Linked DNA regions of Mus musculus: all the other regions are linked to region 3. The links are chromatin contacts, called in public ChIA-PET, Hi-C, HiChIP or PLAC-seq and promoter capture Hi-C maps. All regions are on one chromosome and are shown on one strand. The core of a region is the stretch at or near the end of the contact, and the rest is flanking DNA. Distances in the headings are between cores, read along the strand shown. Region 1 overlaps Samd12 (sterile alpha motif domain containing 12). Region 2 overlaps Samd12 (sterile alpha motif domain containing 12). Region 3 holds the start of Ext1 (exostosin glycosyltransferase 1). Region 4 overlaps Samd12 (sterile alpha motif domain containing 12). Region 5 overlaps Ext1 (exostosin glycosyltransferase 1). Region 6 overlaps Samd12 (sterile alpha motif domain containing 12). Region 7 overlaps Ext1 (exostosin glycosyltransferase 1).

The links. Promoter capture Hi-C pulls out the DNA fragments that hold promoters and counts their contacts. HiChIP or PLAC-seq counts read pairs in DNA pulled down with a chosen protein or histone mark. Hi-C and Micro-C count contacts between places; a contact is called where the count stands out from the background. ChIA-PET counts read pairs in DNA pulled down with a chosen protein or histone mark.
Region 1: a contact with region 3 is called in a Hi-C map of adipose-derived mesenchymal stem cells, with 5 times the contacts expected there. The contact joins the enhancer-like site here to the promoter of Ext1 in region 3. A contact is called at or near these places in 4 of 39 promoter capture datasets (the 3T3-L1 cell line, 3T3-L1-derived adipocytes, the C10 cell line and 1 more), 2 of 15 datasets of contacts at CTCF or cohesin (the NIH/3T3 cell line and large pre-B cells), 12 of 484 Hi-C or Micro-C datasets (the AML12 cell line, adipose-derived mesenchymal stem cells, bone marrow-derived dendritic cells and 5 more), 6 of 115 datasets of contacts at active chromatin or transcription factors (bone marrow-derived macrophages, embryonic fibroblasts, embryonic limb bud and 2 more) and 1 of 9 other capture datasets (macrophages).
Region 2: an RNA polymerase II ChIA-PET map of memory CD8 T cells shows a contact between it and region 3, with 7 read pairs. The contact joins the enhancer-like site here to the promoter of Ext1 in region 3. A contact is called at or near these places in 3 of 39 promoter capture datasets (3T3-L1-derived adipocytes, macrophages and pre-B cells), 2 of 484 Hi-C or Micro-C datasets (the C2C12 cell line and cortical neurons) and 3 of 115 datasets of contacts at active chromatin or transcription factors (embryonic stem cells, large pre-B cells and memory CD8 T cells).
Region 4: an H3K27ac HiChIP or PLAC-seq map of bone marrow-derived dendritic cells shows a contact between it and region 3, with 2.5 times the contacts expected there. The contact joins the enhancer-like site here to the promoter of Ext1 in region 3. A contact is called at or near these places in 4 of 39 promoter capture datasets (the 3T3-L1 cell line, 3T3-L1-derived adipocytes, macrophages and 1 more), 6 of 484 Hi-C or Micro-C datasets (B cells, the C2C12 cell line, beige adipocytes and 3 more), 1 of 115 datasets of contacts at active chromatin or transcription factors (bone marrow-derived dendritic cells) and 1 of 9 other capture datasets (adipose tissue).
Region 5: a promoter capture Hi-C map of hippocampal neurons shows a contact between it and region 3, with 7 times the contacts expected there. The contact joins the enhancer-like site here to the promoter of Ext1 in region 3. A contact is called at or near these places in 17 of 39 promoter capture datasets (the 3T3-L1 cell line, 3T3-L1-derived adipocytes, the C10 cell line and 10 more), 3 of 15 datasets of contacts at CTCF or cohesin (the NIH/3T3 cell line and large pre-B cells), 28 of 484 Hi-C or Micro-C datasets (the AML12 cell line, the C2C12 cell line, CD4 T cells and 16 more), 39 of 115 datasets of contacts at active chromatin or transcription factors (the 3134 cell line, the NIH/3T3 cell line, the SCID.adh cell line and 32 more) and 3 of 9 other capture datasets (adipose tissue, liver and pancreatic islet).
Region 6: an SMC1A HiChIP or PLAC-seq map of the NIH/3T3 cell line shows a contact between it and region 3, with 4 times the contacts expected there. The contact joins the enhancer-like site here to the promoter of Ext1 in region 3. A contact is called at or near these places in 5 of 39 promoter capture datasets (the 3T3-L1 cell line, the C10 cell line and macrophages), 2 of 15 datasets of contacts at CTCF or cohesin (the NIH/3T3 cell line and large pre-B cells), 2 of 484 Hi-C or Micro-C datasets (the AML12 cell line and conventional dendritic cells), 5 of 115 datasets of contacts at active chromatin or transcription factors (bone marrow-derived macrophages, embryonic limb bud, embryonic stem cells and 1 more) and 1 of 9 other capture datasets (macrophages).
Region 7: a contact with region 3 is called in a promoter capture Hi-C map of liver, with 5 times the contacts expected there. The contact joins the enhancer-like site here to the promoter of Ext1 in region 3. A contact is called at or near these places in 16 of 39 promoter capture datasets (the C10 cell line, the HPC-7 cell line, embryonic stem cells and 10 more), 6 of 15 datasets of contacts at CTCF or cohesin (CD8 T cells, the G1E-ER4 cell line, the NIH/3T3 cell line and 3 more), 51 of 484 Hi-C or Micro-C datasets (the C10 cell line, CD4 T cells, CD8 T cells and 20 more), 35 of 115 datasets of contacts at active chromatin or transcription factors (the SCID.adh cell line, bone marrow-derived macrophages, craniofacial prominence and 23 more) and 6 of 9 other capture datasets (adipose tissue, embryonic stem cells, embryonic tail and 3 more).

The regions. Positions count from the first base shown.
Region 1 is chr15:53,541,604-53,544,901 of GRCm38.p6, reverse strand. The region is part of intron 4 of Samd12 (sterile alpha motif domain containing 12); the gene reads left to right. Among named protein-coding and RNA genes, the nearest start is that of Gm23200, 70 kb to the left of the region's middle. Within about 2 kb of position 1,786, at least 22 of the 459 cell types and tissues checked have an H3K27ac peak or open chromatin away from gene starts, as enhancers often do. A contact at or near this core is called in the NIH/3T3 cell line, adipose-derived mesenchymal stem cells and embryonic fibroblasts, where this site is marked.
Region 2 is chr15:53,490,368-53,493,758 of GRCm38.p6, reverse strand. All of the region lies in intron 4 of Samd12 (sterile alpha motif domain containing 12), which reads left to right. Among named protein-coding and RNA genes, the nearest start is that of Gm23200, 120 kb to the left of the region's middle. Within about 2 kb of position 1,523, at least 13 of the 459 cell types and tissues checked have an H3K27ac peak or open chromatin away from gene starts, as enhancers often do. A contact at or near this core is called in memory CD8 T cells, where this site is marked.
Region 3 is chr15:53,343,960-53,347,675 of GRCm38.p6, reverse strand. It overlaps Ext1 (exostosin glycosyltransferase 1), which reads left to right and starts at 1,493. Exons shown (of 11, transcript NM_010162.2): 1 at 1,493-3,274. The coding sequence starts at 2,313.
Region 4 is chr15:53,472,431-53,475,880 of GRCm38.p6, reverse strand. The region is part of intron 4 of Samd12 (sterile alpha motif domain containing 12); the gene reads left to right. Among named protein-coding and RNA genes, the nearest start is that of Ext1, 130 kb to the right of the region's middle. Within about 2 kb of position 1,545, at least 24 of the 459 cell types and tissues checked have an H3K27ac peak or open chromatin away from gene starts, as enhancers often do. A contact at or near this core is called in adipose tissue, bone marrow-derived dendritic cells and macrophages, where this site is marked.
Region 5 is chr15:53,106,475-53,109,711 of GRCm38.p6, reverse strand. It overlaps Ext1 (exostosin glycosyltransferase 1), which reads left to right. Exons shown (of 11, transcript NM_010162.2): 2 at 2,141-2,234. Among named protein-coding and RNA genes, the nearest start is that of Gm41323, 170 kb to the right of the region's middle. Within about 2 kb of position 1,406, at least 16 of the 459 cell types and tissues checked have an H3K27ac peak or open chromatin away from gene starts, as enhancers often do. A contact at or near this core is called in cerebral cortex, cortical neurons, forebrain and 1 more, where this site is marked.
Region 6 is chr15:53,562,198-53,565,496 of GRCm38.p6, reverse strand. All of the region lies in intron 4 of Samd12 (sterile alpha motif domain containing 12), which reads left to right. Among named protein-coding and RNA genes, the nearest start is that of Gm23200, 49 kb to the left of the region's middle. Within about 2 kb of position 2,011, at least 32 of the 459 cell types and tissues checked have an H3K27ac peak or open chromatin away from gene starts, as enhancers often do. A contact at or near this core is called in the NIH/3T3 cell line, where this site is marked.
Region 7 is chr15:53,194,513-53,198,198 of GRCm38.p6, reverse strand. The region is part of intron 1 of Ext1 (exostosin glycosyltransferase 1); the gene reads left to right. Among named protein-coding and RNA genes, the nearest start is that of Ext1, 150 kb to the left of the region's middle. Within about 2 kb of position 1,783, at least 32 of the 459 cell types and tissues checked have an H3K27ac peak or open chromatin away from gene starts, as enhancers often do. A contact at or near this core is called in embryonic stem cells, hepatocytes, intestinal crypt epithelium and 4 more, where this site is marked.

The sequences.
Region 1 (3,298 bases), core at 537-3,036, 200 kb before region 3:
TTATGAAAATGGGACTGAACTGACTATGTATAAATTCTATTTAACAAAATGCATAAAACATAAAGCTAAAGTAATATTTAAGGAGACATTTATACCCTTTAATGTTTATGTTTAAAAATATATGAATTGCTCATCTGTGGACACTTTTATAAAGTAACAGCATATTAATCTCACAAGTAATAAGTGGGAATAATAAACATTTATTTAAAAAGTACACAAAAGTAGAAAAGGCAAAAAGTTGATCAGTTACAATAACATATTGGCTAAATGTCAAAAAGAGATGAAATTTACAAATAACACAAAAGATATAAAAGTGTCTATAGTTATATATGAATGAGAAGTTATCAGATTTTAAAAGCAGTTGTTTAAACTACTCCATGCAAATAATTTGAAATTTTAGATGAACAAACAATACACAACCATATACAGATCATCAAAACTAATTTAAGAAAATCAAGGAAACCCAAATGAGCCCATAAGAATTGAAGAAAGAAAACTGTTGATAAACTATTCCCCACTGGAAAGTACTAAACTGAATGGTTGTATATGAAAGTTCTTCCAGTTATTCATGTCAAAAATATATCAGTTCTCTTAGACAAGAAAAGACAAAAGGATATTCCCAAATTAATTCTATAAAAGCAGTATCAATCTTGGGTCCAAAATTTGACATAGTATAATAAAATCAAATTGATGCTGGAGAGATAACTCACCACATAGGGCTTGCTGTGCAGCTGTGGGGGCTGCTGTGTGTGCCCAGCACCTATATAGCAAGCCAAGTATCAGACATGCTCGTGACTCCAGCTCTCACGAATAGGACCACATCCTGGGCCAGGGGAGCCTACAGCCACACAAATATGTGCAGATGCACACATGAAGAAAGAAATGTTTTTAATGAAAAACATATACCATCACCAAAAGAAAATTTTAAAATTAGACATTGTAGATTTAGAGTGAACCCTGGAGACAAAGTAAGTTCAGAATTAAGAAACTAATACAAGTCACTGTACAACGTCATAAAAGGAAAAACATATCATCTCCATAGATACCAAACACTCATTCAGTAAAATTCTACAAATATTCCTTATTTTAAGACTTCTTAACCCTGTCTCGAAAAAGTTAATTCTTAATAATGGAATGGAATGGAATTCTCTTAATATAGCAATCTGGTGTCCTGGTTAGATGAGTCACTTAAGAAGAGAGAACTTCAACTGAAGTATTTCTTCCGTCAGATTGACCTGCAGGCATGTCTGTGAGAGCTTGTCTTGATTGATTATGGATGAAGGAGGAACCAGCCTAATGTGGGCGGCACCATCCCTAGGCAAGGGAGCTGGGCTGTATAAGAAAGCTAACAGAACATGGGCCAGAGAGCCAACCAGTAAGCAACATTTCCATGGTTCTAGCCTCCAGCTTCCTGCCTCAATGGGTTGGATAGGTTTTTTGTCAACTTGATACTACCTATACTCATCTGAGAGGAGGGAACCTCGGTTGAGAAAATGCTTCCCTAAGATCTACCCATAGGGAAGCATATAGGGCATTTTGTTAGTTACTAACTGAAAGGAGAAGGCCCAGCCCATTATCAGTGGTGCTATGCCTAAACTGCTGTTGATCCTGGGTTCCAAAAGAGGAGCGAGTCAGGAAGCAGCACTGCTCCATGACCTCAGCGTTAGTTTCTTCCTCCTGTTTCATGCCTTGGTTGAGTTCTTGTCCAGACTTTCTTCAGTGATGAGCAGTGTGGAAACTTAAGCCAACTAAACCTTTTCCTCCCCAAGTTGCATCGGTCAAGTTGTTTCATCACAACAGTAGTAACTCTAACTGAAATACTTGATTTTGTGCCATGGCCTCCCATAGTGATGGACTGTGATTTGGAAATGTAACTCAAACAAACCCTTCTGTCTCCTTGTTGGTTTTGGCTAGATGTTTTATCATAGCAACAGAATAAACTTGATACAAAGAAAGGTGAAAGATGAAGTCATACTTGATGAAGAATGATTAAAAATCTCTTTAAAATTAGAAATAGAATCAGGATTTCCCCACATCGACTCATCCAACTTATAGAGGTTTCAGCCTAGAGAAATATGAGCTAGAGAATAATTTGCATACCAGAACATAGGCATAAGAACATTTGTGGTAGCTTTTATTTTAATAGTAGAAAATTGGAAATTACCCAATTAACTTTTTTTATTTGTACATCAACTGTGATGTCTTTATAAAATATCTTCCAATGCAACTAGACAAAAAAAAAAAAAAATGACTGTATCACATGACCAAAGGCATAAGCCAAAAGCCAACCACAAAACACATATGCATTTTATCATTCAATTTTATTGAAATGTACTAAAGTTTATCAATGAAAGTGTGTTCCTATTTTTTGAAGTACATATGTAACTGTCAAAAACTAACACTGTTCCAAATCTTATTTCCATTTAGGAGTAGCATCGTGAGGGGCCATGCTCCTGTTGAATTTTCAGTTTGCTAAGCTAGTAATAGATGCTCAGGCATTTATTATTTAAGCTATTTCTTATAGTAATTTTATGATCTCTCATAATGTACCAAACAGCATCATCATTAGGAATGCAGACAGAACATGTATTCATTCTTGTGTACTTTTCTGTCTCCCCTTAGAAAGCATCATTTCCAGAAAACTTCCAGTGTTACATGCCATGAGTCATCACTTAACTATTTGCGTTTTTGCTTGTGTCACTAGTAGCTAACTTTTCTTATTTTATTTTCCTTTGCATTTTTCTATAACTACCCTGCTACTTCCAAGGGGACCATAGCTTTATGCCATGTAATGCCCTTAAAAAGAGGCTGACTTAATGATTTGCAAATCACTTCCTCAAATGTAATCCAAGAAATAGAATACGTGTTCTGTACAATGGGGAAAGTTTATTAAGTGAAGCATCATCCTGTAATTCCATAAGCACTAAGTGGATTGTTGGTTGTTGAGGAAACTAAATAGCTCGTGTAAAATGCTACCACAATGTTGGGCACAAAACTGTTGGGGATCATGGATCTAGTCCTTGTTTTTTGTTGTTGTTGTTTTGTTTTTTCTCCTTTTTTGTAAATTTTGAAAGTCAGCTGCCCCTACCTTTTTTATGATGCATTTTATGATTCATTTTTATGATGCTGTTTCTGTAGAACAAATTAACGAGAGCAGGTTTTCTCAGTCATGCATCTGGGTTGTCTACATTGCCTATCACGGCTGGTTGCAAAGAGTAGGAGCCCTGAATGTTTGCTGATTTGGACAAGCCTACTCCATTCCTTCAAGGCTATACACTAACAACCTGTTTGAAAACAT
Region 2 (3,391 bases), core at 274-2,773, 150 kb before region 3:
AGTCTCTCAATAAACAGGCTTTATTATGATGATTTTGTGAGTTACTGCTACAATTCTTACTAGAAAATTGGCTGGCTCCTCATTCCTCAACTTCCTCAGGAAATTGAATAGAGACAATAGTGACTTATATAGAAATGGCTTAAGAATTAAATAGGGTGATAAATATAAAATAGTTATCATGGACCAACATGTTAAGACAGCCCCTGACACAATAAGTGGTCAGTGTATATAGCCCTGTAGTCTCCCACCTTCATATACATGAATCTGTCATATAGAAAGTTGAGGGGGAGGCCAGCTATGAATCTAGAGAGCAGATTGGGAGCATCTGAAGAAACAGTTGAGGCCATTCCGCAGACTCCCTTTGCTTTGAGCCATTTCATTTCTTTCATAAGTTGTTGCCCTTCTGAGGACTTCATCCCATTCCAAGAACTCATACAGTACCTTTATTTTAGAGAGCTCAAGATCCACCACTGCACTTGGCCTATGCCTGTGTCTGTTTCTGTCCCTGGGCTGTAGGCTCCTGGAACACAGGGAGTGCTCTAACCTTATCTTACGCACCTAGGCCCAGCTGCTCTTCAGGAGGCTCTTCATAAAGTTTTGCTGAATTGAAATAAACTGCCTCAAATCACTTAACATGCTGTTTTAGAGACTTGGTTGAACTCCTAAACACTGAGCTCTAGAAAGGTTCTGGCCCATTAACCCTATTCCCCTGCAAGCAGTTAGTGAACTTAATGATCTCGATGCCCCCAGTATGGCACAAAGCCCACTCCCTTGCAGATCGCTCCTGGAACCTTTCCTCGCACCAGCAGCCTCCAGAAGTACTAACAGCAAGGCTTGTCCAATAGCATCGGAACTCATTCTCTATAAACTTAACACACAGTGACTTTCTTGAGGTACCAGAAAACCAATCCTCATATTCAGGGGAAGGATGTTCTCCAGGGAACTGTGAGGTCTTTTGTTTTGTTTTGTTTTGTTTTGTTTTGTTTTGTTTTGTTTTGTTTTGTTTTGTTTTTTGTTTTTATAATTGTGTCCGTCTAGTAAAGCACCTTACACGTGCACACTCAACATTTGCTGAAAGAAGAAAGGGATAAAAGGAAGAAAGGAGGGACAAGAAAAGAAGAAAGGGACAGAAGGTTACGTTATTTGGATTCAGGATGTGTAGCATTTAATAAAGGAAAAAGACGAGCCCAAACTACTTTTACTATTTTCTAATAATAAAACATCTTTTATGAGTGGTCTTATGACCTACATAAGCATAAGGCAAGCAGCAGGAATGCATCACTATATTTTGGTCATTTCACTAAGTATTGTCTCCCACCCTCTGCCCTCTGTTGAATTCTCAGTTGAGAAATAGCTGTAGTAGGTGAGCAATGATAATGCCATTGACTAAAGATTGATGGAAACAGATAGAAACCCAAGATGGTTTTAGTGCCAGAAAGGCTGTTTGCTCAACAATCAACAACATCAAAGAACCCGAGCGTTTCCCACAGAGCTCAGCAGTTTTGCCAGTGGTGCACTGAAACTCACACCTCTGCCACAAGCCTGTTTCTGACATGAAATAGAAAAGTCAGACCTTTAAGTGTTGATACTCAGAGCGGCTTGCTTGCCTCATTATCCAGGGAGCTACCCTCTGAAGTTTCCTTAAGTGCTATAAAATTAAAAGGCTTGGCTTCAAATTTTTATAAATTCCATCTGTTTTGGGTTTGTTTAGTTTCTTCTCTTCTCTTTTCTTTTTAATCCTGAAACTAAAATTTTAGATAGCAAAATGTCTGTCTGCAGTAATCCTGAGAGATACTGCTGTTACATCAAGCATTGCCGCTATGCTTATAACTAGCAATATCTTTAAACAAACCATGTGACTAGCATCCTAGCCCCAGTTTTCTTTGTGATGGTGGAATATTATGCTTTGTCCTCACACCACCCATTATTAGACATTCTTAACGTTGTTTCTCTCTTTTTTTTTCTTTTTGTCTTGATACTTGGAGTTAGAAAATGAAGATAATAGTAGCCCCTTTGAAAGTTCCCTGCACTTCCTGTGCCCTCTTCCTTTCTTAAATCATTACCATCACTGTGTAATCTGAGTGTTGGTTCCTGGGTGAAGAAGAGAAGCTATTGTGACGGAGTGAAACACAGTTTCTCCATAGCCTGCCACCAACACATCCCAACCATTAATCATACCCTGAGTTTACCTTAGCTCTTTATGTATCTTTTCTTAACACAGCTCCATTCAAAAGGACCTATTTACTACATACATTAAAATTTTCTTATTTAAGATTGTATCATCTCACAGAATGAGAGCTCTCTAGACCTAAAAGTTCTTTTGCTCCTTTTTTGTTCAATAACATATCCAAAGTTCAAAGCAGAGCCTGGCTGGACATGGTAGTGCAGGCCTGTGATCCCAGCACTTAAGAGATTAAGGCCCAGAAGATCACAGCCTGGACCACATTGTTGAGAGCCTGCCTGAAAAAAAAAAAAAAAAGAACACGAGGCTGGCACATAGGAACCCTTCCCTGTACACTTCTATTGTCACTGTTAGCAGTTTAGCATGCTGCTGTCCTGTGTATGTAGCACTTATGGAAAATCTGGGGTCAAGAGCCACGTGATGATTTATAAAAGATGACACATGAGCAAATTGGCAAGAAAAACCAGATCTTCTTATCGCAGCCCAATTCTTTGCCTAACTCCCAACTCAATCTTGCCGCACTTTTATTATGCTATAAAACGAATAACTGTTTATGAGTTCATTCCCGGGCACATTATTGCTTTTATATCACATCAAAGAACTTGAGACAGGTAAAAGATATAGCCATATTGATCTCAGAAACTCAGCTTTTCTCCCTCCCTCATGGCATCCTGAATTGAGGCTCATTTTGAGAACGAGAGATATTCCTTTACAGAAAGCTATCTCCAACAAGTCTACCTGCATATCCAGGCAGGACAACTCTGGCTACTCAAATCACAGACTTTTCAAATCAACCTTCTGAGTCAAGAACCCTTTGAGTTCTAACCCACCATCTCTTACTGAACCTTAGAGGTTATAAAATGTCGCATTTTTGTGATGTCTTTAGCTCCAGGTACTCAATGTGCCCCCCAAGGAACCTGAGAAGGTGTGGGAAGAAGCCTGGGTCAGGAGGTCTATCTGGCAATCAGGCCTGAGGTTAATGGGATCTGATAGAATTTGGATGCCATCTGAAATAGATAGTATCAACCTGAGAAGCCAGAAGATGTGGGAGTGAACAGGTTGGGTTTCTCTTATTGAAACGAGTGATTCCTTGACTGTCAAGAGAACATGGTCACTTGAGCACACCACAAGAAGGCACACCTTTAAGTCCTCATGCTATTTCTTCATTCTTCCAATACGAGAAATGCCATTTTTATTAGAAGATGGGAA
Region 3 (3,716 bases), core at 244-2,743:
AGACCTGGGGTCACTTGTGGCTCTAATCTCTACCTTTACCTGAACCGTTTTCATCCTGCTCGGAAAATGACTGAACCCTTACTCTTGTTTCAGGCCTCTCTAAATCCTGTGGTGGGGACAAAGTAAATCATGAAAACCTACTTCATCTTTGGCAGGTTCAAAATGGGCAGAGGTTTCAGAATGTACCAAAATATCCCACCCAATATCTCTTCCCTTCTTTATTCAAACAAATCTGAAACAACAAAGGTTGAAAACTTTCCACTCTGCCTTATTATAACCATACCATGGGTACACAACCGGCTGGGGTTTTCAGTAGCCCGAGGGAGGTAGGGATGTGTCTGCTCCCAGCTCACTCACTCCCACAATAAACAATCACTAAACAGCTTGCTGCCCTAGGCAACTGCTTGTCCAGCTTGGCCAGGCTCTGAGGCTAGGGTGGGTAAGTGTTCTAAGCCAGAATTCAGGCTGTGAGGCCAGGTAATGCTTGGGAGTCTAGCACAGCTTGGAGGTCCTGGAGGTTCCTTTCAGAATCATCCAATTAAGTTCACTCAGAATGACAGGGGCTTGGGGCAGGGGAGTCGACAGAAGGAAGGTCAATTGAAGGAACCGTGGCACATTTATTGTAAATACATTTTTTTTTTTTTTTTTTTTTTTGCTTCAAAGGTTCCCTTCTACAGCTAGGGCCAGGTGACATCTTAAAAATACCACCTCAGGAAGAATAACAACACCGATGGGGGCAAAATGAAATGGCTTTCTTTTCAGCCATTAGATCCCTCCCGGCCCAATATCAGTGAATAGAACAGGTGGGAGGGATTCGGGAATGGAAGAGAGGGCACGCAGATCAGATGGCTTTAGGAGGTGTCTTCTCACACTCAGCCACAGATCCATCGGACTGTGACAATTCCTCCTTATTGTTGAGGATTAGGGTGTCTCGGCGAGGAAGACAGAAAAATAGGTGGATTACATAGGGGAATTAGAAAGACCACTTAAACGTTAAAAACAAGACCCACCAAAAAATTGGTCCTCAGCGGGTCCAAGTGTGGGGGGAGAGACATCCCGACCTGCGCTCGCTTTCCATGAAGTCCCCACCCCCCTTCCCCTCGCTTCTCCATTTTCAAGGCATCCTTCTCCAGGAACCGGTCCTCTCAGCCTCCCGGCGGGGAGGCGTTCCCGGCTCGTGGAGACCCGGGGCATCCCGAGCAGCGGGCTGCTGGCCACGTCCCCACACTTCCTCCCGCGCCTCTGGGGCCCGTCTGGTCCGGGTTGCATTCCCGGCCCGGCGTGCAGAAGGCCGGCGGTGGGCGACGCCCGGCCGGCTAGCGCTCCGCCCGCCGCCCGTGCGCTCCTGGGTCCCCGCGCCCGCGCCGCGCCGCGCCGCGCCGGCGCCTCTGCCGGCCGCCGGGGGTTATGAATGGGCGCAGCGGAAGCCCCGCCCCACCCGGACGTGACGCCCGGCCAATGGCAGCGCGGGCTGCGTGGATGGATGAGGTCAGCGCTGTCGTGTCGGGAATGGAATGTGTAAGTGTAACATTCAGAACCGGGTAACATTCGGCGACCGAACGCGGCGGTCGGCAGTGATAGCGCGGGGCCTGCGAAGCACCGCTCGGGGCCGGCACTGCCCGCGGGGAGGACGCGCCGCCGCCGCCGCCCCGCGCCGCCTCGTGCCGCCGGCCGGGCCGCCGCGCGCCCGGGGAGCCGGCCCCGTGAGCGCAGGAGTAAACACCGGCGGAGTGTGGGAGCCGCTGCAGAAGGGAATAAAGAGACATGCAGGGATTTGTGAGGTTACGGCGCCCCAGCTGCAAGATGCACTAGCCGGCTGAAGCCGGGGCGGATTGACTTGTTGGAACCGTAGTGCTCTGCACCGGAGTGTGGATGAGTTGAAGTTGCTTTCCCCGGGCTCGTTCTCCACGCCGCCGAGAGGAATCCGAGCGGAGAGGCAGTCACTTCGTCTTGCCATTGATTGGGTATCGGGAGCTTTTTCTTCCCTGCTCTCTTTCTTTTCCTCCGTCTTGTTGCATGCAAGAAAATTACAGTCCGCTGTTCGCCCGCCCTGGGTGCGAGATCTTCTGCCCGGCTCTCTCCCGTGCATTGTGCAGCCCAAAGATGAAAGACCGAAGGGGAGAAAGTTAAAGAAATCGCCCACATGCGCTGGATCAGTCCACGGCTTGGGGAAAGGCATCCAGAGAAGGTGGGAGCGGAGAGTTTGAAGTCTTTACAGGCGGGAAGATGGCGGACTGGAGCTGAAAGTGTTGATTGGGAAACTTGGGTGATTCTTGTGTTTATTTACAATCCTCTTGACCCAGGCAGGACACATGCAGGCCAAAAAACGCTATTTCATCCTGCTCTCAGCTGGCTCTTGTCTCGCCCTTTTGTTTTATTTTGGAGGCGTGCAGTTTAGGGCATCGAGGAGCCACAGCCGGAGAGAAGAGCACAGTGGTCGGAATGGCTTGCACCAGCCCAGTCCGGATCATTTCTGGCCCCGCTTCCCGGACGCTCTGCGCCCTTTCTTTCCTTGGGATCAATTGGAAAACGAGGATTCCAGCGTGCACATTTCCCCCCGGCAGAAGCGAGACGCCAACTCGAGCATCTACAAAGGCAAGAAGTGCCGCATGGAGTCCTGCTTCGATTTCACCCTTTGCAAGAAAAACGGCTTCAAAGTCTACGTGTACCCGCAGCAGAAAGGGGAGAAAATCGCCGAAAGTTACCAAAACATTCTAGCGGCCATCGAGGGCTCCAGGTTCTACACCTCGGACCCCAGCCAGGCGTGCCTCTTTGTCTTGAGTCTGGATACTTTAGACAGAGACCAGTTATCACCTCAGTATGTGCACAATTTGAGATCCAAAGTGCAGAGTCTCCACTTGTGGAACAATGGTAGGAATCATTTAATTTTTAATTTATATTCTGGCACTTGGCCTGACTACACTGAGGACGTGGGGTTTGACATCGGCCAGGCGATGCTGGCCAAAGCCAGCATCAGTACTGAAAACTTCCGACCAAACTTTGATGTTTCTATTCCCCTCTTTTCTAAGGATCATCCCAGGACAGGAGGGGAGAGGGGGTTTTTGAAATTTAACACCATCCCTCCTCTCAGGAAGTACATGCTGGTATTCAAGGGGAAGCGGTACCTGACAGGGATAGGGTCAGACACCAGGAATGCCTTATATCACGTCCATAACGGGGAGGACGTCTTGCTCCTCACCACCTGCAAGCATGGCAAAGACTGGCAAAAGCACAAGGATTCTCGCTGTGACAGAGACAACACCGAGTATGAGAAGTGAGTAAGGGCTGCCTCCCTTCGAGGCTCGGCCCTGGGCCCTGGATACCTGAGTCCAGGTGGGAGGGTGGGGGATGCGGGGTGGAGACAGAAGCCCTCAGTTCTGTTGCTTCCTTGGGATCCAGCGGCTGGGTTCAAGTGTGTGGGGTGAGCTTGGGCTTCTCAGGCAAACTCGACAAGAGTACTCTCTCCAGTCAAGTTGGTGAAGAAGGGAATCTTCCTGATACTTTGAAAACCATTCAGGACCCATGTGTCTTTGGCGCATTATGGGGGCTCGGATCCAAGTTTTGGAAAGGGTACTAAAGGGTATTTGTGACGACTCAGAGAGACACATGTTCTACGCAAGTCCACAGACTCTGACCCCTGGGCTTTGTCTGTTTCTCTCAAGAACATGGGTACCTGTTCTCTGTGCAGTTGGCTAGGCTTAAATTTGCACCTTCCC
Region 4 (3,450 bases), core at 296-2,795, 130 kb before region 3:
TTTACACTCATGTACACACACACTCACACCCACACAGAAATACACACACAAATACACCAGGTCGTCTGCAATGGTGACCACATTCCTGTGGAAGAAATGCAGTACGTACCCATCTCCAGAATACCACTGCCCACTCCATACAGGCTCCATCAGGTAGTACTAATGCACCCCAGCTTCTCTGGGCAAGAGTTCTCCCATTTTGAAATAGAGCAGATTATCATATCAACCACCAAGCTATGGGGAGGCTTCAAAGGACCCATGTGAACCCCATTTTCGCATGACAGTGTGCCACAAATGTGAGCTGCTATTATCCCTTCTCATCTGTGTTCCCTGATTCCCTCATCCAAACAGAGATGATAATAGTAGTTCCCCACCACCACCTCATTTCCTTTGGGCCCTGACAGGCTGAAATGCAATTAAATGTGTGAAAACACATTGGAAGTTAAACACTGCATGGTAAGATGGGACAAGGGCCGCTCGCTGCCTATCCTTAGCAGAAAGCTGGTCCCAATTGCCTGGACCACAAGTCAGGGAGCTTGAATCTCTGAACTGCTGGCTGCAGGTGTGTGCATGGGAGTAGCTTCTCTGGATGTAGAACGTCAAGGTGAAGGCCTTTGCATTTGACTGGTCCAAGATTATGTAAAGATGGCAAGGAGACATCTAAGCGAGAAATAAATAAGGTTTAAACCCTGCAGCCTCGCAAATCAGTGAAATTTCAAAAGTCATACTTTTGGACATCTGGGCTCTATTACCTGAAATCCCATTAAAGCTTCAGCTTCATAATTCTGCGTGGAAACTGGTAAATTGCAAGATCCTGCCGATGGCCACCAGCCAGTTCAAGCAATTAATCACAAAAGTCCCCAAGTAGGTTTGTACTTCATGCCAAGTGGATTCTTTGAGGGGAAACAGTGTACACAAAAGAAAGTGCCCAATCCACCCAGTTTCATAGCAACACACTTTGTAGCTCTGCCCACACAGAGAAATGATCTGTTATCATTAAGACATCGAAGCCTCATAACTTTTTCCTCAATGGAAATTAATACTCACTATAGTCCAGGGAAGATCTCCAAATCTCATTAACTGTAACACAGACTATAACCTGCTGATTCCAGTTTAGACAAACCAAGCCCAGCCCTTTCCTCACCCACACTGAGTTGTCATGGGGGGAGAGGGAAGCTTGGGCTCAGTTTGAGCGGAGTGCCTTTTTATTTTCCCCATTCTGGTCTGCCTTCGCTACTTACATCTGCCCATTGTGTCCAGGTCCCAAATCAAAGGCCACTGCACTGTAACTTTGGATCCTGGCTTCAGAATCCTGACAGAGAGACTCCAAGCTGGAACAGCTCATAACAAAGGTTCTATTTCCCCTAAGGTTTCTTGTTTGGTTTTGCTGAGTCCAAGGGGTTTGAGTAAATCTTCTACACTTCAGCATGTTTATAAAGTTGTCCTTAATTACCATTTTGTATATATAGGGATTCTGGGAACGTGCAGAGGGGAAGCTTCAGGCCACACTGAAGAGAACAGGAAGGAGGCGGGTGTCACAAGAAGAAAGCTACTATGTGAGTGACAGCAGAGGGTGCTCCCCTTGCTGCATCACTTTCGTTTCTGAAGCCAGCTTGCTCAATCTCTGTCTTCATTTTCTCCTCTACACTGCAGTAGCAAGTACTTTTATTTACATGTGGACCTGCAAGTATAAATGAAGTAAAAATTAAAGCTAGAAGTTTCCATAGGCTGGAGAGACAGACGGCATGGAGCGTTAAGAGCACTTGCTTCAAATGTGAGAACCTGAGTTCAAATCCCAAGTATCACCATAAAAAGCCAGGCAGGGCACTGACCTACCTCTAACCACTAATGCTACAGAATGTGGAGCCAGGCAGATCTCTGAGGCTACCTGGACAGACAGACAGTCTAGCCAGTGAGCTAGGTTCAGTCAGAGACTTGCTGGCTTAAAGAAATAAAATGGAAAGTAATAGAGTAGGATACCAGACATCCTCATGTAACCTCCACACAAGTGCAGGGATATATGCATCTGCATACACTCATACGATCAGGTATACTATACACACCACCACCATCACTAACACACACACATACACACACACATACACAATGTACTCTTCACACTTCACTGTGCTCAGTGAACACATACAGCTAATGGCTACTGTATTCCAACAGTTAGAACACTTCAGTCACGCACACGCACACACACATACACATGCACACACACACACACACACACATACACACACATACACACACACACACACACACACACACACACACACACACACACACACACAAAGCTCAAGCTGCCAGTGAGTGCTACGGTAGGAGGTTGGGAGCCCTCAGACCTTGCTAGAGTGTGGTCCATGTATTAGTAACACTGAGTGGTCCATGTCTTCGTGACACTGGTATCATCCTAGAGAGCTTGTAGAATTCCATGATCAGCAATATGACAGCCTGTGGTTCATCACAGATTGAAAGTTAAGAAGCACTCGCTATGGTTACCCTCGGCTTTAAGAGTGTGCGCTGATGTTCATCATTGGCTGTCACCTCTGTTTGTTTGCTTTTAGCTTGCATAGCACTGTTCCCTGGAGAGGCTCTTCTAGGCCCTGTTGAGACTACACATTGAAAGGCGAATCACTAAGCAGCCTTGGAGACTCCCATAGAAGGGTGCTTCTCTCTTTCTCTTGAAAAAGCTTCAGGCACTGGAGAAAAAAAAAGTTTTTTTAATCATTCCTTCTCTAAAGAAGAGAAATCTTAGGTAAGGGTGCTTTTCTGTAAAAGGCCATGTTGGATTGGCCAACAGGGAACTCTTGACATTAAGTAAAGTGAAATAGTGCAAACAGGCGGAGAAGAATAGAGGAGTGAATGACAGAAAAAAACCGCAAGCAGGGAAAAAAAGAAAACCTGAGTTTGCTCAGACAGTTGGCAAGCAGGAAGCAAGTTGTAAGCTGGGTTACAGAAGCCCGGGTAGAGAAGCCAGGAGATAAACTAGGAAGCAATCCCCAGGATGTTCCCGGCCAGCTGGCTGATGTTGTAGAAGGGAGTTGCAACAGAGACTGGGATTGAACTTCAAAATATATCCCTGTGCTCTCTCTTTGATTCATTGTTGCTACTACCACTGGACTGAGTTTTCTATGGAAGGTTCGGTAGGCTTTTAGCATGGCTGTCAGAGTGCACTGACTTGAGACACTTACCTCTCTGTCCAGTGCAAAGGATGGAATCACTGAGGTTAGCCCAGACTAATTGGCTGTACCGATGGCATCCCTGCTGAGAGCAGCTGGCTGGATGGTCCTTTCTCCCAGAAGTGCATCATTTCATATTTGTGTGGTACAAGATGATCATCGGCGGCTCTCAGCTGGTATCTGGTTCACTAGAGCTGTGCATCAGAGGAGAGTGTTGCTATTCTAGGGGAAGTCATTTCTAAAGACTCAAGGCAATAGCTACCCT
Region 5 (3,237 bases), core at 157-2,656, 240 kb after region 3:
AGCTTAATGATGAGGATGTAGGACTCTTCTGGTCCCTCCGGGGTTTCTATTCTCAGTATCTTAAACCTTGCAGGAGTCTGAAGTATATTCGACCTTTCTATATTAAAAAAAAAATCAGTTTAACTTTCGCTCATCAATTTGTGTCGGTATATTCCCCCCTCTTTTCTACCTATTAGGTAAAATTCAGACATTATCAACATTTGAACTTGAACATATTTGTCAATTATTTTTCTGTGTTTGGTAAAAAAGAGAGAGAGAGAGAGAAAGCGAGAGAAGTCATTACAGTCGTAATTTAATATTTTTATTTAGCTGAATTTGATCCTTCTTAAAAATCCTTTCCACTTTGAAGTCTATTTTGCAGCTTAATTAATGCAGCAAGGGCTTTTTATTTTGCTCTCAATGGAGATAATCTTAATCTATTCACAGTGACCTTTTCTTGTGCAAATTAGTTGTACATGCTTGTTTAAGCAAATGGTCCTTTGCATGATGTCTCTTCTTAATGACGGGTTTATAATTGAAAATTGGCTTACTCCCATATGCCTAGTTTATATGAGAATATAAAAATAGATGTGGACTTTAAAAATATGAATGTATGTATCAATATCCCAAAAAAAGTAGAGGGAAGAATCCAGTGCCTCCAGGCTATGGTTAAATTAGACTATTAGAGTTAGAAAATGCCGGTGACATATGCTACTGTCAGAGTCACACCTGTCTGCGCTACATTGGAAGTGCTTGAGAAATGAGAGCGATTTCATCTTGGCTGTGCAACTCAGAGCCTTTACAGGACATGAGGCATCTCTAGCTTCCCGAGTTCTCTTAGACTCTTAGTTAAGTCGAAAGTGCGTGCTTAGGAATGTATTTGGTATTAATAACTTTTACAGGGGGAGCCTCAAATAATTAAATGCTTTTTTTGGTCCTGAGTCTCACTGACAATAAGAGACAGGTGATAGTCATGTTATAATTTTTCTGGAGTCCCCCCTCCCCCCAAAACAGTGTAATACCATTAAATGGCATTTGAGTAAAAAGAATAATCACCATGCTCTATCCCAGTTTGCAGTTCCCCCTGGTAATTTTTTTCTTTGTTCTGCCTCTGCCTCATTCTTCACAAAGGCTTTCTTCTGCTCCCCATCCTTGGCCTCCCATGCCCTATTCCTCCTGGCCCCCAGCCCCGAGTCTTTCCCCAAAAGTCAAAGCAGCCATACTTATACACAGCACTATTTTTCTGGAATCACTAAATGTTCTTGGTTAAATGTAGAAACTCCAGTTCGAAGAGAAAACAAATGTTGGCTTGCGCTTAAGGTGGAGGTTTCCGAAGTATCTTTTAATAGCATGGTGTGGGGAACAGAGAACAAGAAGAACATTTCGTGTTGCTGAGTGGTGTGGCATTAAGGGAGAAGCAGATGTATCAGGAATGCTTCTTAGTCTATGGCAGCAAACTGTTTCGTCAAGCGGGGGGGAGGAGGGAATCTGGCTAGTGCATGCATGCCTGCAACCAGCTACAGATCAACAGAGGCAGAAGTGAGTGGATCTCTGTAAGTTTGAGTCCATCCTGCTCTGCATACCAAGTTCTAGGCCAGCCAAGGGTGTGTAATGAGACTTTCTGTGCACCCCTCCCCCACCTGATTTAGGAAGCAGAGACTAGGCAAGACAAATGGTTATGAGAACCATTAGACCTGTCCCTTTGTTTTTGTTTTGTTTTGGGTTTTTTTGTTTTGTCTTGTTTTGGGGTTTTTTTTTTTTTTTTTTTTTGGTTTTTCGGGACAGGGTTTCTCTGTATAGCCCTGGCTGTCCTGGAGCTCACTTTGTAGACCAGGCTGGCCTCGAACTCAGAAATCCGCCTGCCTCTGCCTCCCGAGTGCTGGGATTAAAGGCGTGCGCCACCACACCCGGCTAGACCTGTCCCTTTGTAAACTGTTTGCAAAAGAGATCCTTATTGCTTCATACAGCATGATTGTTCCTGTTTGTCTTTCCCATGCAACAAGCTCTTGCCCCACTAAATGGGAAGGTGAGAGTAGCCCTTCCTCAAGGCTTAGTTATTTGGGGTAAATTGTTAAGGTAAATTGATGCTCTGCTCTGAACCTCCATCATCCGTTTTTCCTCCTGGATTTGCACTTGCTGATCAGACCTCTTATTGTTCTAGATATGATTATCGGGAAATGCTGCACAATGCCACTTTCTGTCTGGTTCCTCGTGGTCGCAGGCTTGGGTCCTTCAGATTCCTGGAGGCTTTGCAGGTAAGAGACTATGAAAATTTACCGCAGCAGGTTGAAGATTGGAGCCAAACTGGTTTCAAGCTTTTCATACTTGTCTAGAGTCAAAAAAAAAAAAAAAAAAAATAAGCCCAGCTTTTGCTAAGGAACTAAAAACACTTCCCAAGAAAATCTGAAATGGTTTTGAAGAGCCAGAATTGGGAGCAAGATTGACTCCCTGATTTTGGACATGAGAGCAGTTAGTAAGCGGTCTCACCACCGGGAAGACTGGATTCATCAGGAACATGTTTGCAGACAGAGGGCAGATGGGCAGATCCCATTGCTAACATTGGCTCTTGAGTTTGGAGATGGGGGTCTCTCCTTTTTTCCTGTCAGCCAATGTCAGGAGCACACCCAGCTTTGGGATTTTTTGGTTTGCAGCCTGTCTTCTTGAATGGCAAGAGAAATATGCCCTCTACCTACCTACCTACCTTCCTTCCTTCTTTCCTTCCTTCCTTTCTTCTTTCCTTCCTGCAATAATTTACAATTTGTCTGAATCTGTGTATTTGAGGGGTGTTTCATAGCGCCTTCATCCTGTCATTTGAACCGTAAGTCCTACCCTTTCCTCAGGCTGAAGAGCTCCTGTCTCTGGCAGAGCACTTCCGGTGCTTTGTGCGCTCTGAAAAGCGTACCTTCACTACTCACTAGCATTCTGGAAGCTTCATGGGTGCCATAGGGAGCAAATTGCTCTCTGGGTTGAATAAAGACTTCCTTGGCGACTACATTTCGTCTTCAGCCTGTTGACATCCTAGTGCAGACGGGAAACTAGTACAACTGCAGTTTGCACTACACACTGGAGGGAACAAGGTTTTGAGTTAGATGCTTATAGAAAAAGGAGAGCTAGATGTTACAACAGTTAAGTCCACAAAGCTCTACCTAGACAGATGGACCCCATCCTGTTCCCCACTGGCTCATGACATTGGGGGGAACCATGATGAGATGTATCTGAGGCACTTCCATTGACAAAATGGTGTATACTCAAGGTTTT
Region 6 (3,299 bases), core at 762-3,261, 220 kb before region 3:
AGTGTCTTCCCCACCTGATGCGACAGTAGGTGGGTCTGACATGACAGCAGTCCACTCTGTGGTTGGGAAGCAAAGCTAACTCACATCAGTGGCCAGATATCTTAAGCTGAGTGAGTTGTGCTAAGTATTCTAGTGTAGACTTCTTACTACTTTGGAGCTACGTCCTCAGTGCCTACGTTGTGTGTGGTAATGGTCCCATAGGGCAGGCTGGGCTGGAAGACTTGGCAGGGAGCATGTTTCCCACATACGCCACGCCCCTTTCTTCTCTTCAGTTTTTAATCCAGCCACAAGAACCTGAATTTTCCAATAGCACGCATGTGCAGGATAATGAGGTTGGAAGAACAGGCTTTTAGCCCTGGGGAGAGGACATCACATTGAGACCCATGAACTGACGGTATGTTGAGAATATTTGGCAGTTCATAGCTTCAGCTCCCTTGAGCAGCATACAACTGGCTCCAATTTTCACCAGTTATAAAAAATAAAAAATGTAAAAGATTAAAAAAAACAAAAACAAAACAAAACAAAAACCCCTACTAGCCAGTACAATCCTAAATAAGGTTGTAATTTTCCTGAGAATAGGTAACAAGGAAAGTTCTTAAAACTAAATATAAGATGGTTTTCCTGCTTTTTGTTTTCAATTTTACACATTAACCTTTGATCATAAGTATTGATTATTGCCAATGCTTTGCTGTGATTGGCGTGAGAAGCAGACGTTTTCTGACCCACCAGAAGGTAAACATCAAGATAACATTTCTTTTTTTTTGAATAATTATTTTTAATTAGGTATTTTCTTCATTTACATTTGAAATGCTATATCAAAAGTCCCCCAGACCCTCCCACTCCCACTCCCCTACCCACCCACTCCCACTTCTTGGCCCTGGCGTTCCCCTGTACTGAGGCATATAAAGTTTGCAAGACCAAAGGGCCTCTCTTTCCACTGATGGCCAACTAGGCCATCTTCTGATACATATGCAGCTAGAATCAAGAGCTCCGGGGTACTGGTTAGTTCATATTGTTGTTACACCTATAGGGTTGCAGATCCCTTTAGCTCCTTGGGTACTTTCTCTAGCTCCTCCATTGGGGGCCCTAAGATAACATTTCTTAGAGTTAACTCAAATCACCCAAGCTGACTGTGTAAAAAACCCACAGCCCTCGTACTTACTCGTCAGTTGGCCTGTCTAAGATATCTCCCTGCTGTAAACGTCAGCACCTCGGATGTATAATGAAGCAACTCAAGGAAAATCTGTTCAGTACTTGAGAACATTCATACAGATTCTGCTTTTGGTCCCTGTGAGGTCTTGGGGCTACTGATGAATGTGTGGCTAAGCTTCCCGCACATCATGAATAAAGGAAATCAGGAGATCATTTGCAAAGTTTGTGGAGTTTGGGTTTTTGATGTGTTTTGTTTTGGATTTGCTTGGTTTTTGTTGTTGTTGTTGTTGTTGTTGTTGTTGTTGTTGTTGTTTGGGTTTTTTTTTTTTTTTTTTTTGTTAACAGAGTGAAGACGAAACTTAGTCTGGCTGAGGAGGTATGGTGCCCTGGGAGCTACCGTGAGGGTGAACATGGGTTTTGTTCTGTCTCTCTGTCTCTCTCTTTCTCAATGTGTGTGTGTGTGTGTGTGTGTGTGTGTGTGTGTGTGTGTGTGTGTGTGTGTGTTATCCAGGATCAAACCCAGGGCCTTGTACATACTAAGCAGTCACTCTGCTCCTGACCTATATCTCCACACCTAAACACAGCAGATTTTGATCCAAGGATTCCAAAATATGTTTTGCTAGATTTGTCCAAAGCCCTTGCTTCTGGCATGCTGTCATTTATCCTAAGCCACGGAAGTCTATAGTATCATCCTGTAGCCTTTTTTTTCCACCCAGTGTATAAATCCATTTTCAGCACTCCGATGAGAAGGCACTCAGATACTTTCTTTTGCCAGGTAAAGCAGGAGCTTGCTTGTGTCCAATTGCTAAGTGCCTAACAAGTTGTCAGCCACGTGTCAGTGACTCACTGTGGACCCGATACCAGCCCCAGAGCTTTGCCTTTGTCTTTTCAAGAGAGAAAAACACAGGACAGTTTGCACAGATCTGGGTCCTCCAAGCATCTTTCTCCAATGCTAAATTTAAAAAAAAAAAAAAAGATTTTTTTTTCCTGGGGAGTAAATTGCGATGGATGGCCATAGAGAAGCTCAAGGGTGTTAGTAAATATTTCCTCACAGGAGACACTCAGAAACCAGACCTCTGAAACATCTGCTAGCAGCTGGAAACTCTCATGATTTAGTTTCATTAAAGATACCAACGAATAACTAAGCCAGAAGGGGAATTCTCTATTCCATTCCCTGGAGACTGTGATTAATAAGTGACTTTGCATGTCTTTCTTTTTCCACTTCCTGTTTTTCTCCCTAAAAGAAAAAAAAAAAACCTATTCACTAAACGGTGGGTATAAACAGGATGGGAAAACCTGAGTATCCTAGGCTATTTAGGAGCTGATCCAAGCACTTCTGCTATTTTTCTCACACACATTCATTAGACCTGACTTGCCTATAGACCAGGATGGCACTCTCTTCTTCTGGACAGCCAAAGAATAGCACTGTAACAGTACTGAACAGGGCCTGTAGAGTGGTGAAGAACATAGGTGCTCTTCCAGAGGCCCTCGATTCAATTCTCAGCACCCACATGGCAGCTTAAAACTGCCTGTAACTTCCAGTTCCAGGGGATCTGACATCCTCCTGCAGATATACATGCAGGCAAAACACCAATAAATAATATCAATAAATGAATTAATTTTTAAAAGAAAGAGGATTGAAAAAAAGGAAGAAGTGATGAAGAGTGGGCAGTGTGGTGTGCTAGCCTAACACAGGAGTTCTCAGGGAGTACACCCCAACTCTCAGAACATCCCATATCAGTTATTCTTCATATCAAATGTTTACATTACTCATTATTATAGCAGCAACACTACAGTTATTAAGTAGCAACAAAATTAATTTTAGGGTTGGGGTGAATCACCAAAATGTGAGGAATTGTATTAAGGGGTTGCAGCATCACAGTCATCTATAGGATGGAACGCAGGGCCCCCAATATAGGAGCTAGAGAATGTACCCAAGAGCTGAAGGGGTCTGCAACCCTATAGGTGGAACAACAATATGAACTAACCAGTACCCCCCAGAGCTCGTGTCTCTAGCTGCATATGTAGCAGAAGATGGCCTAGTTGGCCATCATTGGGAAGAGAAGACCCTTGGTCTAGCAAACTTTATATGCCCCAGTACAGGGGAAAGCCAGGGCCAAGAAGTGGGAGTGAGTGGGTAGGGGAGC
Region 7 (3,686 bases), core at 534-3,033, 150 kb after region 3:
AGAGATACCCTTCCCCAAATGGCTATTGCTCTTTCCTTATAAGACAAGAACATTCAGACTTAATTGTGTTTTCTCCTACTTCACTGAGGATGGCATAATAATAAAGTCTTTATTCAGATATGGAGTCTTCTGGGCTGGTAAGATGCTCTGAGGATAAAGGCAAATGTCTGTAAGCCTGGGGACCTGGATTTGATCTCTGAGACTCACATGGTGGAAGGAGAGAACCAGTGCCCACCAATTGCCCCTTTATCTTCACAAGTGCAATGTGCTTTGGTGAGCACATAAATTTATATCACAAACACACGTTCATACCACACACAAGAACATACCATATCCACATCCACACCGTACACATACATACATATATACACATCCCACAATAAAAAGATACATAAAGAAATGCAATAAAAAGACAGTGCTTTCTGGCATGTTCAACCTTTTCCTAAGCCAGTCTATCCTTCTCTAGCCATATACATATTTAGGTTTCTCTTAAAAATTGCCCTGGATCTATGAGTGCTTAAGTAAGCTACTTTAAATCTCTTTTGGAAGAAATTTAGTTATAAATAAATTGCATACCTCTCCACATTGTAAAACCTGGAAGACTGGTTACAGGGGAAGGGTGCTGGATATTCACTCAACTATGATTGGGGGCAGGAATGGAGCCCTGGATTTTGCTTTTGCTGATGGAAAGAAGGCCTGGGAGCTGGGTCATAGGGCCTCTGGCCGATCTCCAAGGGGAAGCTAAGATAATCTCTACCTTTCAAGTACTACGTGAAGCTAATTTCTCAGGTACAATTACTTATAGTCTGCCATGGGGTTGCTTATCTTGTATACCCCATTAGACTTTGAGCCCCTGAGGACGGAAAGCCATCACTACCCTGTATGTTTATCATTTGGTTTGAATGTTTTCCCTAGAGTAGGCAGAAATGAGAATCAAGCTAATGATTGAGACACAAGTTGGGTGACTTTTGGCTCTCACGTGGATCACCATAAGGTCATTCTCAGTATTAAGACTGTCTTAAGTGTTGTGGAACTGTTTGGGGTGAAAGGACCATTAGCTTTGAGAAAGCTCCAAAACTTAGTGACGACTGGTATTTTTCCAGTGCAGATTTGCTGTCCTAGCTCTTAAGAGATTGAACGATTCATCTTAAATAGAAGTGATCTAGTTGATTCCTAAAATTTATAGGATGTAGTTTATGTTTTTTCATATAAATATTATATCAACAGAGATTAATTTTTTTTTAAAAGCAAGGTGACTCTGGATGAAGGTCAAGTGTATAAGCCCTGAGCAGACTTTAGGCCGTGATTGGAACTAGAGGCTACCCTTCCATTGTAACTGGGGTGCAAGCATCCATCCCCATGGTCCTGGCTTCTTCACGGATATAGATTCTACATTTCTGTCACGACTGCTCCTTTCCTTTTCTTCAGTCTTAGGTAGAACTGATAGCACGCTATGGCCCCATTTAACAAGACAAAACAGGTCTGGGTCTCAGGCTCCTGAGGAATTTTGTAATGATTCCTAGCTAAGGTGGCTCAGACCCATCTCAGAAAGCCACCCCATCAGTGACTTTGACCAGCCTGAAAGTCATCCATGTTTTTCCTCTATGAAATGCTGATGAAGCAAGCGGGGAACAAGGAAGTACGGGCTTTCAGAGCCAGGAGTCAGTTCTGTTTCACTCTCCAATATAAGTTTTTATTTCCCCCAAAGAGGATGGTGGGAAATCCCGCAGCACGGTGCCAGGTGGCAGTCAGCATTGATGCTGAAGACTGCACAGGAGAAGTTAATAATTAAGAAGGTGGTGGCCCTCCCACTCCTGAGGCAATGTCTGTCCTTTGCTAAAACAGTCCTCCAGCCAGCTCCTGATTTCAATGCCAAGAGTTGGCTCTATTTGTTGCTGACTCTTTTGTGGCTTTCTCGCTGTCTTTAAGCTACATGCTGACTCCTGTAGATTGCTCATCTGCAGGTTGAGTCTCTGCAGGCCCAGGCCTGCCTGTGCCTTCCTTTTCTGCCACAGGCTTCCGGAACAGGCACAAAGGGAAATGGGATTAAGCATCTCAAGGTATCAAGCGGGACTTTACCATGCCTAAGTATTTTCCTGCCTTGTATAGCATCTCCTAGAACAGTAGCATAAAATAAAAAGAAAAGGGAAGAAAACGAGAAATCATCACTTGGATTTTAATGCCAAATGGGGAACCGAGTCATACAGTCAGCTATTTCACTGGTGCGTCTAGATTTAAAAGATACTTTCTAGACCCCAACATATTTTTGTAGGTTATTTCCTCATTGTTAATGTAGAAATTTTGCACATTGACAACTTTCAAATATTCTGCATATGTAGATTTGTAGTCCAGCATATAAGTTAGATACAGAACTTTTTGATTAGTAATAGGAAGAACCCGCTTAGCTGGGTAAGTGGTGGCTCAGGTTTTTGCTTCCAGCACTTGGGAGGCAGAGACAGGCAGATGTTTATGAGTTCAAGGCCACTCTGGACTTCTTACTGGTCTACATTGTGTAATAACTTCCAGGACATCCAGAGTTGTGTAGGTAGGTAGATAGGTAGGAAGGAGGAGGCGAAGGAAGGGCAGATGGACGGACAGACGGACAGCCCTTCTGACTCATTAAACTTGAGCTCTTCTGCCATATGGTTATCCAGAGAGCACATGAAGTCCATGTAAGCAGAATGAGCTGGGGAAGTTACTGGGGTCTCCTTTGGAATGCCAAGATTGAGGAGCCAGACTGTGTGGTGTGATAATCTGATGGAGGAAATGCAGAACACAGGGGTAAGAGTTCTGATACCAGTGCCTGGCCTTGCAACTTGCTTAGTTCTCAGCCTCGGTCAGACTCAGTTTCCCTGTTATGTGAGGATAATGAATGAGATCGTCTCTTTGATAGCAACTCGGCCCACATTGGTTTCCAGAAAGTTATGACAAGGTTATGGTGATGTTCATTGTTGGTATAAAGAGTCAATGGTAATTTTTGCACTTTGAATTTAGAGAATAAGCTTACAAATAGAAGTGGTGCCAGTCATAAAAACTGCCTGTTCTTTTTAATGTGTGCATTCTTCCTTAGTAAGCATTTCAGCCATGGTCGGAGTGTTTCCAATTTAAAAGCCATGCAATGATTTTTTTTTTTTTTGCCTTAAAATACACAGTGTATGTCATTTCTCAGCAGTCTTATTTACACAGTGTGTTGGTAGTGGGCAAAGCTGTTATTTAGTGATTTTTTTCCCCCCTCATTTTTTCTTGTTCAAGTAAGAATACAATACCAAATCAACACTGCTTGGGAATAGAAGAAAAACATTGAGTTCTACAATGGTGTCCTCCCTGCCCCTGGGGTGATAGATATTTTGCCCCTACTTTTTAAAGTCAAGGGTAGATATGGGGCCCAAACACAGACAAAGCTCTACACCCTTTCAGTGTCCTGTCTGTTCATTAAGAAGTGATGTGGAGAGTTTCTCAGAATGGAAATGACTCTTGTATAGGCAATGGAGTAATTGCCAAGGGGCAGACAATCGAAGTGAAGGCATATTTCACAGTGAGATTTTAGGCGTACCTGCTGGGGCCATGGCACAAGATACCTTGCTAGTAGGCATGTGAGACCTAGGTAACCAGCTCATGGCCAGAGAAGAGAGGGTGATCTACCCCACTCAGTGACAACAACAATACCAACACACACACACACACAC